Regions from separate parts of the Macaca mulatta genome. Here region 1 is linked to region 2. A link is a contact called in public Hi-C data. All regions are on one chromosome and are shown on one strand. The core of a region is the stretch at or near the end of the contact, and the rest is flanking DNA. Distances in the headings are between cores, read along the strand shown. Region 1 holds the start of LOC711961 (putative uncharacterized protein encoded by LINC00467 homolog). Region 2 holds the start of TRAF5 (TNF receptor associated factor 5).

Region 1 (4,640 bases), core at 1,503-4,002, 57 kb before region 2:
ATACTGCTACCAGATTTATCAGACCTCAAATGGTTCAACACTGCCCACAAGATAATGGCCTTCCACATCTGGCTTAGTTCTGGTGTTTTGAATAATACTGTTTCCCTAAATCAAGAGTTTTTAACATTTAAATTTGAGAAGGAGGAGTCACGAATCTCCTAAAATTAAGCATATAATGTTGTATGGATGTGAATTTTATTTCCAGAGCAAGATCTATAGCTTTTTAAAAAAATTTATTTGTAGTCTGGGTCTCATGGCTCACACCTGTAATCCCAGTACTTGGGAAGGCCAGGGCGGGTTGATTGCTTAGGCCAGGAGTTTGAGACCACCCAGGCCAACACAGCAAAACCCATCTCTACTAAAGATACAAAAATTAATCGGGTGTGATGGTGCGCACCTATAGTCTCAGCTACTCAGAAGGCTGAAGCATGAGAATCACTTGAACCCAGGAGGCGGATGTTGCAGTGAGCCAAGATTGCACCAGCCTGGGTGACAAAGCAAGACTGTCTCAGAAAAACATAATTTTCATATATTTAGAGGGTACGAGTGCAGAATTCTTAGATGTACATATTGCACAGTGGTGAAGCCTGGGCTTTTAGTGTACCCATTACCCAAATTGTGAGCATTGTTCCCAGTATGTAATTTTTCAACCCTCACCCCCCCCATCCTCCCACCTTTTGTAGTCTCCAGTGTCTATATATACTTGTGCCCACTGCTTCCCAGCTCCTACTTTAAGTGAGAACATGTAATATCTGACTTTCTGTTTCTGAGTTATTTCGGTTAGGATAATGGCTTCCAGTTCTATCCATGTTGCTGAAAAAACATGACTTTCTAATGGCTAAATAGTATTCCATGGCATAGACACACACACACACTCACTCCACATTTTCTTTACCCAATCCTCTGTTGATGGAGGGTCTACTGATTTTATTAGATACTCAAAACGAGAAAACTGTACTCTGAATCCTTCAACCTTGTCTCTGTATTGAGAACATACTACAGGCGGGGTGCAGTGGCTTATACCTGTAATCCCAGCACTTTGGGAGGCCAAGGTGGGAGGATTGCTTGAAGCCAGGAGTTCAAGACCAGCCTGGGCAACATAGTGAGACCCTGTCTCTACACAAAATACAAAAATTAGCCGGGTGTGGTGGTGCACACCTGTAGTTCCAACTACTCAGGAGGCTGAGGTGGAGGCTGCAGTGAGCTTTGATCACGCCACTGCACTCCAGCCTGGGTGACAGAGTGAGATCCTGTCTCAAAAAAAAAACAAAACAAAAAAAACTAACAACAAACTACAGCCTCCACCTCCGTCAACAGTGAGTACAGAGTAATCACTCCTCTCTCTGAACTTTGATTTATAATATTTTAGTGACCCAGCCTAACCTTAACATTTTACTGATAAGTAAACAAATCTAGCACTTACCTGATTTGTCCAAAGTTGCTCTTATACAATTTGTAATCTGTGCAACTGAAATGGGATTTATCTGCTATTTTATGTGGCCTTTTTATGAAGGCCTTTTCATGTTTCCCCTTCAGGTTGGAACTAAACCTCAGAGTTCTTCAAAACCCCAATTATCTTTATTATCTTACATAAGCTAGCTGCCCAAATGTTTGCTGAGAATAGTGATAACCATTGTCATATTGAGGTAGAGGAAGGGGGCTGGTTAGTGGGTACTGGTTTAGGGGTACTTTTTTAAGGAAGCATGAGCACATTTTGGATATGCAAAATATTATTAAGTTTGGAGCTTAGATTTGGTAAAACAACACTTAAGGGTCTGTGTAAGGAGAGCTCTGAGAAAAGGGTTCTCAGACAGAACCCAAATTTCTCAAGAAGAACCCTCTAAACAGCATTAACGAAAAAAATTCCTCTGTAGAAGCAACTAAAAAAAAAAAAAGGAATACTCAGTATTTGGAAAAGCGAAAGGAATGAATGATAATAACGCCAGACTGAGTAAGCTACACAATAAATTCAAATTTGAACCCTACCACATCCAACCTATGTTGCCTTGGGCAAATTATTAAACTTTTCTGTGCCTCAATTTTCTCATGTCTGCCTACTTAAGGACTGCGTGGGAAGATTAAATAAAATGCATGTAAAGTGCTTAGGTCACTGCTTTACTCTCAAGGCACTCTTAAGGGTTTGAGAAGGGAGGGAGGGGCGTGAAGTGGAATGGTCCGTGGTACATCTTTGTTACGAGGCGGTAGGATTCTGAAACAGAGGGCATAGTCACAAAGAAAGTTGGAGTAAGAAGTGGTGGTGGGAGCATCACATTCTCCTGGTGAGTATCTGAGGACCCGTCACAACTGTAGGAAGCGGAAGGGCTAAGGGTCAGGCCAAGAGTACATCCTCCAGGGTGCATCTGAGAAGTCGAGTACTAGCGCTTAAATGCTATGAGAGCTTTCATGACAAAGGACACATCTTCTGAGGAAACTCAGAGCTTGGGAGAGGCCTTACTAGCGGGGCACGAGGCAGAGCGGGGCTACCAACAGTCCCCTCGGAGTGACCAAGGGGGCCGTTGAGGAAAGAGTCAGGTGGTAAGAAAATGACGGCGCGGCCTCTACCGGTTTGCCTTCGCACAATAGCCACACCCCCGGCTGGAACGGTCACTTACTGGAAACTGAAGAGAAACAACCTATTGGTCCAGCTTGACAACCTCAACCCGACCGAAGGTGCCGAGCAACCAGTGCGGCGAGGGCCGCGAAACCCAACGCCCGACCGCGTAGGAAACGCCAGAGCGCGCGCACGCGCAACAGCCGACCAGAAAAGTCCGGCCTACGCCACAGAACTGGGCGGGAGCGGAAGCGACTCTTCCGGTCGCGCGAGCCTCATGCAGGGGCTGCTGGCGCGCAGGGAGGAGAGGGGCGCGGGGACTCAGGCTGCAGTTTTTCTGACCGCGGCTGCACCCCTCTCGAAGCGTTTACACGCACATGTGAGGAACCTCACAACCTGGGGCCGATTTCTGTAGTAGATTGGCGCCAAATGGCAGATTTCCAGGGATTTGTTTGGGATTCCGTATTTTTGTAGATTTGCCAAGATTGGATACTAGTACAATATTGATAATTGCCATCCAGCAATGTGGCTATTTTTTTTTTTTAATTAATTCAGTTCTTCCTTTGTTTTTCAGGTAAAGTGTTGCAGTTTGCTTGGTGGTGTGCGCATTTAACATTTTTCGTAGCTATTTTTGTTGTTGTTGTTTGTTTTACTAATAGACTATTAATCCATTAGTACCCTTGTATAAGTATGGCTTTTGATTATTGATCTATCTGGACATTTCACTAAACCTTCGTATTTGAAAAATTTGACAGGCAGTCCTCTTTGATTTGTAGGTAAGAATTTATCTGTAAAGAACAATTCTGGCTTTTCCGAAGAATCCAACGCAACACTGAATAGTAGCCACGGAGGCACTTATTTCTTACCAGGAGTTATTTTGGATTGCATCTTAGGTTTCATTCAAGACATCTTCTGCAGGTTTATGGTGTGTGTGTGAGTGGGTGTATAGGCAAATTATGTTCTTTTCGTAGTTTACCATTTCATTTTTTTTTTAAATCAGCAAATGACTAAGTTTTACCAAGTATTTTCAGTGTCAGTCTTTGATTGTATGGCCTTTATTCCATTACTCTACAATAAAATAACTACAACAATAGATTTTCTAATGGTGAGCCATCCTTACAATCCTGGTATGTTATTTTTTCAGTATATTGCTGGATGCAATTTGCTGTGTATTTAATTTTGGATTTTCATGTATGCACGTAAGTTAGATTGGCGTATGGTTTTCTTTTGCTGTCCTTGTCCTTTGGTATCAGGTTGTGCTAGGAGTCAGCCAGATTAATTTATTTTTATACGACCTGGAATAGACATAACATGTGTGAATGACACATTCCTTAGGTTTTGAAGAACTCATCTTTAAAGCCTTCTGGGTGTGGGGCCATCTTAATGGATAGTTTTGTTTTTAATATAGCTTCCATGGTTATTGATACATGGAATTGTTTATTTTGCTTCTTGAAAAAATTAGTTTTTTCTAGAAAAGTATTGGCCGGGCGCGGTGGCTCACGCCTGTAATCCCAGCACTTTGGGAGACCGAGGCGGGCGGATCACGAGGTCAGGAGGTGGAGACCATCCTGGCTAACACGGTGAAACCCCGTCTCTACTAAAAATACGAAAACGAAAACTTAGCCGGGCGTGGTGGCAGGCGCCTGTAGTCCCAGCTACTCCGGAGACTGAGGCAGGAGAATGGCGTGAACCCGGGAGGCAGAGCTTGCAGTGAGTCGAGGTTGCGCCACTGCACTCCAGCCTGGAGGACAGAGCGAGACTCCGTCTCAAAAACAAACAAACAAACAAACAAATATATATATATGTAAGAATATATAAGAATGGTTGACAACAATATGAGATTTTTTTTAAATGTTAGAAAATGTACCTGAAATATATATATACATATTTTTTGAGACGGAGTCTCGCTCTGTCGCCCAGGCTGGAGTGCAGTGGCGTAACCTCGGCTCACTGCAAGCTCCGCCTGCCGGGTTCACGCCATTCTCCTGCCTCAGTCTCCTGAGTAGCTGGGACTACAGGCGCCCGCCACTACGCCCGGCTAATTTTTTGTATTTTTAGTAGAGACGGGGTTTCACCGTGTTAGCCAGGA
Region 2 (4,483 bases), core at 1,299-3,798:
CTGTACAGTGTTATTCTAATTTCTGGATTTAAGCAAGTCCTGCAGCGAGCTCAACCTCTCTCTCCCAAGCCTACCCAGCACTTGTCCCTGGAAGCTCAGACCCCAAGGGAGACACACCCTGAATGAATTTAATTCGATTCAGCAAACATCTGTTTAGGCCTACTCTATGCCAGGTTCCAAGACACACATGAAAACAGACACGCGTCTTGCCCCGAGTTTGCCTGGCTGGGCAGAGCTAACAGAGTGGATGCCTGTTCCTGTGGTGGTTAGGCCAGAGCCTCCAGCAGAACTTGCTCCATGTTGCTGGGGACAGACCACAGAGGCATTATCAGAATCTGGGTCCCCTTGCTGACCCCTCAGACAGAGGAGGAGGTGGGCAGATATGGCTCTCTGAGAAGCCAGGGTGAGGGGCCTGGAGCAGGGGAACCAGACACCTCAATGCTCTGGGCCTGGTCCAGCAGTGGAGCTCAGGGACCTATTTACCCCCTCAGTGCTTCACCCTCACAATCTGAGAGATGTAGAGAATAAGCCTGCTCTCACGAGGGCATCATGGAGGACAAAATGAGAACAAAACGACAAGGGCAAAGAGAAAATGCTCTGCAAAGGAATGAGCTTTACAAACAAATAATTATTTTTCCTTCAAGGTGCTCCCCAGTAAAGCTGAGCTAATCACAGAAGGTTGGTCTAAGTACTGAGGTGCCTTTCCCATTGCTAGCCTAACAAGAGTGACTCTGAGGCATCTAGCTCCCCGACTGTGCAAATCATCCCCTCTGAAACATCCCAGTCCCTATCATTAGGACATTCAGTAGACGGCAGCTCTTTTTCACATTCTTTCCATCGCCCTACTACCCAAGTCCAGCGAGTGATGCTTGCTGACAGAGGGAAACACCACCATCCTACCCTGCCCATCACAACAGGCCTCAGCCCAGAGGCCGTGGGAGGAGTATCCTTCTCCATCACTTCCCCTGTTCCAGATGCTGGCTCAGACACTTTCTCCTGCCTCTGTCCAGGACCCAGGGATCTGAGAGTTGATCCATTCCACAGAGTTACAACAAAAACAGTAACTGTAACAAAATCAAAAACCTTTACAGAAGCTAGGCGTTTTCCACTTCCATCTTACGTGCATCGTTCCTGCAGCAATTTCTGTCTTTCTAGTTCAAATTAGAGTTAGGGATGGAAGTGTTTCCACCCAAACCACCAATTACATTAACACCCCTGTTTTCAGCTTTGTGAGTACATAAGGCAGAGCAGCTGTGCTGGGATTTGTGAGGTCCTAGCCCAGCCTTTTGCTGCCTAAAATTATCTCGCACACACCCAGAACTGTTCTATTCCCAGAAATGGTTCAACTAATTTCTTTGCATCTCAGGTCTTCCAGAGCCCTTTTAAAATGCAAGTATCTCTGGAGGAAATAATCATATTCCATTGGCCCCAGCCCAGTTCTCACACAGCACCTGCCCAATAAATATTTACAGAATTAACTGTTTACCAGATGCCCATCTTCACAGGAGGTGGGTCAGAGCCCAGGGCTATGGAGGGTAGGGGCTGCAGGGGCAACCCTGGCAGGGAGCCTCGCCTGGTTTCACCAACCTCAACGCTCGCCTGGTGCCACAGCGAGATAACTGAGTTCTCATGAAAGTAAATCTGAAATACCCAAATATGGAAACTTAGCAGAAGGAGGCAGAATGAGCAGAGAAAGTCGGCCAGCCAGAGTGGCCCAGTGGGACCCGCGGCAAGAGCTTGGCCCCGAACATTCTCAGAACCACGAAGACCCTGCAGAACAGGAACAAAGTGGAGACAATCTGGTACGGAGAACTCAGAATCTGCGAGTTCTCTGGGTGCCTCTGGGCAACTCCTTCCACCTCTCGGAACTTTGGTTTGCGTCAAGGCTCGTTAGAGCTGGCCTTCTGGGGGAGGGGGTATCTGCTTTCTAAAGGAAGACGCGTAAACGAACAGCTAGTGGAGGCTTCCATTCCTGGCAATCCTGACGTTTCATTCTGGAGTTGCTTTGATTGGAAAGCCCTGCAAAGGTGGAGGGGGTGCCTTCGGGTTCGGAAGGGGGCCAGGGCCTGGTTTGCAGTGCGGGTGTGCGGGACGTGCCTGAAAGTCCTCCCCACCAGCGCACCCCGACAGAACGTGGCCCCTCCGGTCCACAGCCGCCCTCTGGACCAGCTCCCCAGCTCGGGACCCCCAGTCTCCGCCCTCGCCACACCTCTCCCCGGCTAAGAAAACCCGCTCCGCACCGCACCCGCTGTCCCGGGGCAGTCGGCGGTCACCTGCCCCGCCGGTCTCCCGCGAGCCCGGGACCCTCCGCCTCCCTCGGCCCAGCCGCCGCCTCGCGCCCTCCCTGCCGGTCGGGGACCGGCCGGACGCCAGCAGGCGCTTTCGGTTTCAAAGTAACTGGGACGAGATGAAAAGCCCTCGTCGGTGTCCCCACCCCGGACCTTCCGCCGCGAGGGTGCCCTGGGCGGCGATCCGCCGGACTCACGTGGGGCTCGGCGCGCGGCCTCCGCGGGGCCGGTCTGCAGGCGCGCAGCTGCTCCGGGGCTGCGCCCGGCGGCGGCGGCGGCGAAGCGGGGGCGAGGCCTGGGGCGGGGCCCGGGCGCGGGCGGAGGGGCGCGGGCAGGCGCAGGGGAAGAGCGGACGCGCAGGAAGGGGTCGGGCGGAGGCTGAGACCGTCACCCAGGCGGTTGGAAAGCTAACCTACCCGCTTCAGAACCGTTAGTATCTACAAGTCTAGTCATCTGATTTCCCTCACGTGCGTTCGAATTGTGGACGTCTTGCTCTTCCGTCAGGCAAGATAAGGCTCAGCCAGTCCTTTTCTGTGTTGACCTATTTGCTCAAGGCCTTGAGAGCTGGCTCAAATCAGTCCTTCCCGGACTTTCCTTCAGGGTAGCACAAATTTGCCAGCCCTCCTCTTGCTGTTGGCCTGTTGGCCTAACACCACCAATCTCTGAGAGTTGTAGAGCTCCCCGTTATGTCAAGGGTTGGCTTCCCAAGCATCTCCTGTGGTCCTCAAAACAAGCTGGTGAAGTAGGCCTGGTCATCCCCATTTTACAGATGAGCTCTCTGAGGGCCAGAGCAGCAACGTGGAGTGACGTACCCAAGGTGAGACACACTCAGCAAGCTCTGCAACTGGAACTTGAATCCAAGTCTCTCTCTCTCTCTCTTTATTTATTTTATTTATTTTTTATTTCATTTTATTTTTTGAGACGGAGTCTCGCTCTGATGCCAGGCTGGAGTGCGGTGGCGTGATCTCGGCTGACTGCAACCTCGGCCTCCCAGGTTCAAGCGATTCTCCTGCCTCAGCCTCCCGAGTAGCTGGGATTACAAGCATGCGCCACCACGCCCGGCTAATTTTTGTATTTTTGGTAGAGACGGGGTTTCACCATGTTGGCCAGGCTGGTCTCATCTCTTGACCTTGTGATCCACCCTCCTCGCCCTCCCAACAGGCCTGAGCCACCGCGCTCAGCCTGCGCACTCTTAAATATGAGCTCTTTCTTACAATATGTTCTCTCCAAAGGCAATACATTCTATATAAATGAAATGAACCAAAATTCCAATTCTATCTAGATCCTTTACTTTCAGTTAGGCCACCGTGGGAAAAGTACTTGACTGTTCTGAGTTTCAGTTACCGTACTTGTCAATAAAAGGGGAGAATAATATACACCTTGGGAGTCAAAAACTCAGATGTGCTCAGGAGCTGGGCAGGAAACATACAGGAGGGAGGCAGAGGTGGTCATGGAGAAAGGAGGGAGGCGCTGGTGCCTCCAGCAGCAGGTGGAGGATCTAGTGGAGCAGCCACCACCCAGTGCCAGCCTATTGTTACCTGATCTCTTATTTCTCAAAAGAGCCAGAAATCCAGATCCAAACCTTTTTTGGTTGGTGAGTTAGATTAACCGCTCCGTGGGGGAGATGCACTGGTGGGTGTTGCTTCGGTACTCTAGATCTGTCTCATAATCTTCTCATGAGAATTAAATGAGACAGCATTCCTGTACACCTGACACAGAGTAGGTGCTTAGTGAACCCAAGTTCTCCTCTCTGTTCTGCCATACACTATAGTTTCCCACTCTTTGTGTGTGTGTGTATTTTTTGAGAGAGGTTCTCACTCTGTCACCCAGGCTGAGTGCAGTGGCATGATCACAGCTCACTGCAGGCTGGATCTCCTGGGCTCAAGTAATTCTGCCGCTTCAGCCTCCAGAGTAGCTGGGACTACAGGCACACACCACTACGCCCAGCTCGCCCAGCTACTTTTTTTTTTTTTTTTTTTTAAAGAGATGGAGACTTACTATGTTGCCCAGGCTGGTCTCAAACTCCTGGGTTTAAGCAATCCTGCCACCTCGACCTCCCAAAGTACTGGGATTAAAGGTGTGAGCCACTACGTCCCACCCACTTTCTCTTACAATTGCCTGCTTCTTGCCTCTCCTCATTACTTCCAAGCATAATAAAGTTGATAATGGTTTTAGAAGTTACATCTCCTTTCACT

What was found. A called contact is a pair of places that touch in the nucleus more often than the background predicts.
Region 1: a Hi-C map of fetal cortex germinal zone shows a contact between it and region 2, with 1.6 times the contacts expected there. The contact joins the promoter of LOC711961 here to the promoter of TRAF5 in region 2. A contact is called at or near these places in 3 of 14 Hi-C or Micro-C datasets (cortical neurons, fetal cortex germinal zone and liver).

The regions. Positions count from the first base shown.
Region 1 is chr1:69,118,128-69,122,767 of T2T-MMU8v2.0, reverse strand. It overlaps LOC711961 (putative uncharacterized protein encoded by LINC00467 homolog), which reads right to left and starts at 2,752. Exons shown (of 6, transcript XM_077937318.1): 1 at 2,613-2,752.
Region 2 is chr1:69,061,070-69,065,552 of T2T-MMU8v2.0, reverse strand. It overlaps TRAF5 (TNF receptor associated factor 5), which reads right to left and starts at 2,548. Exons shown (of 11, transcript XM_077937158.1): 1 at 2,486-2,548.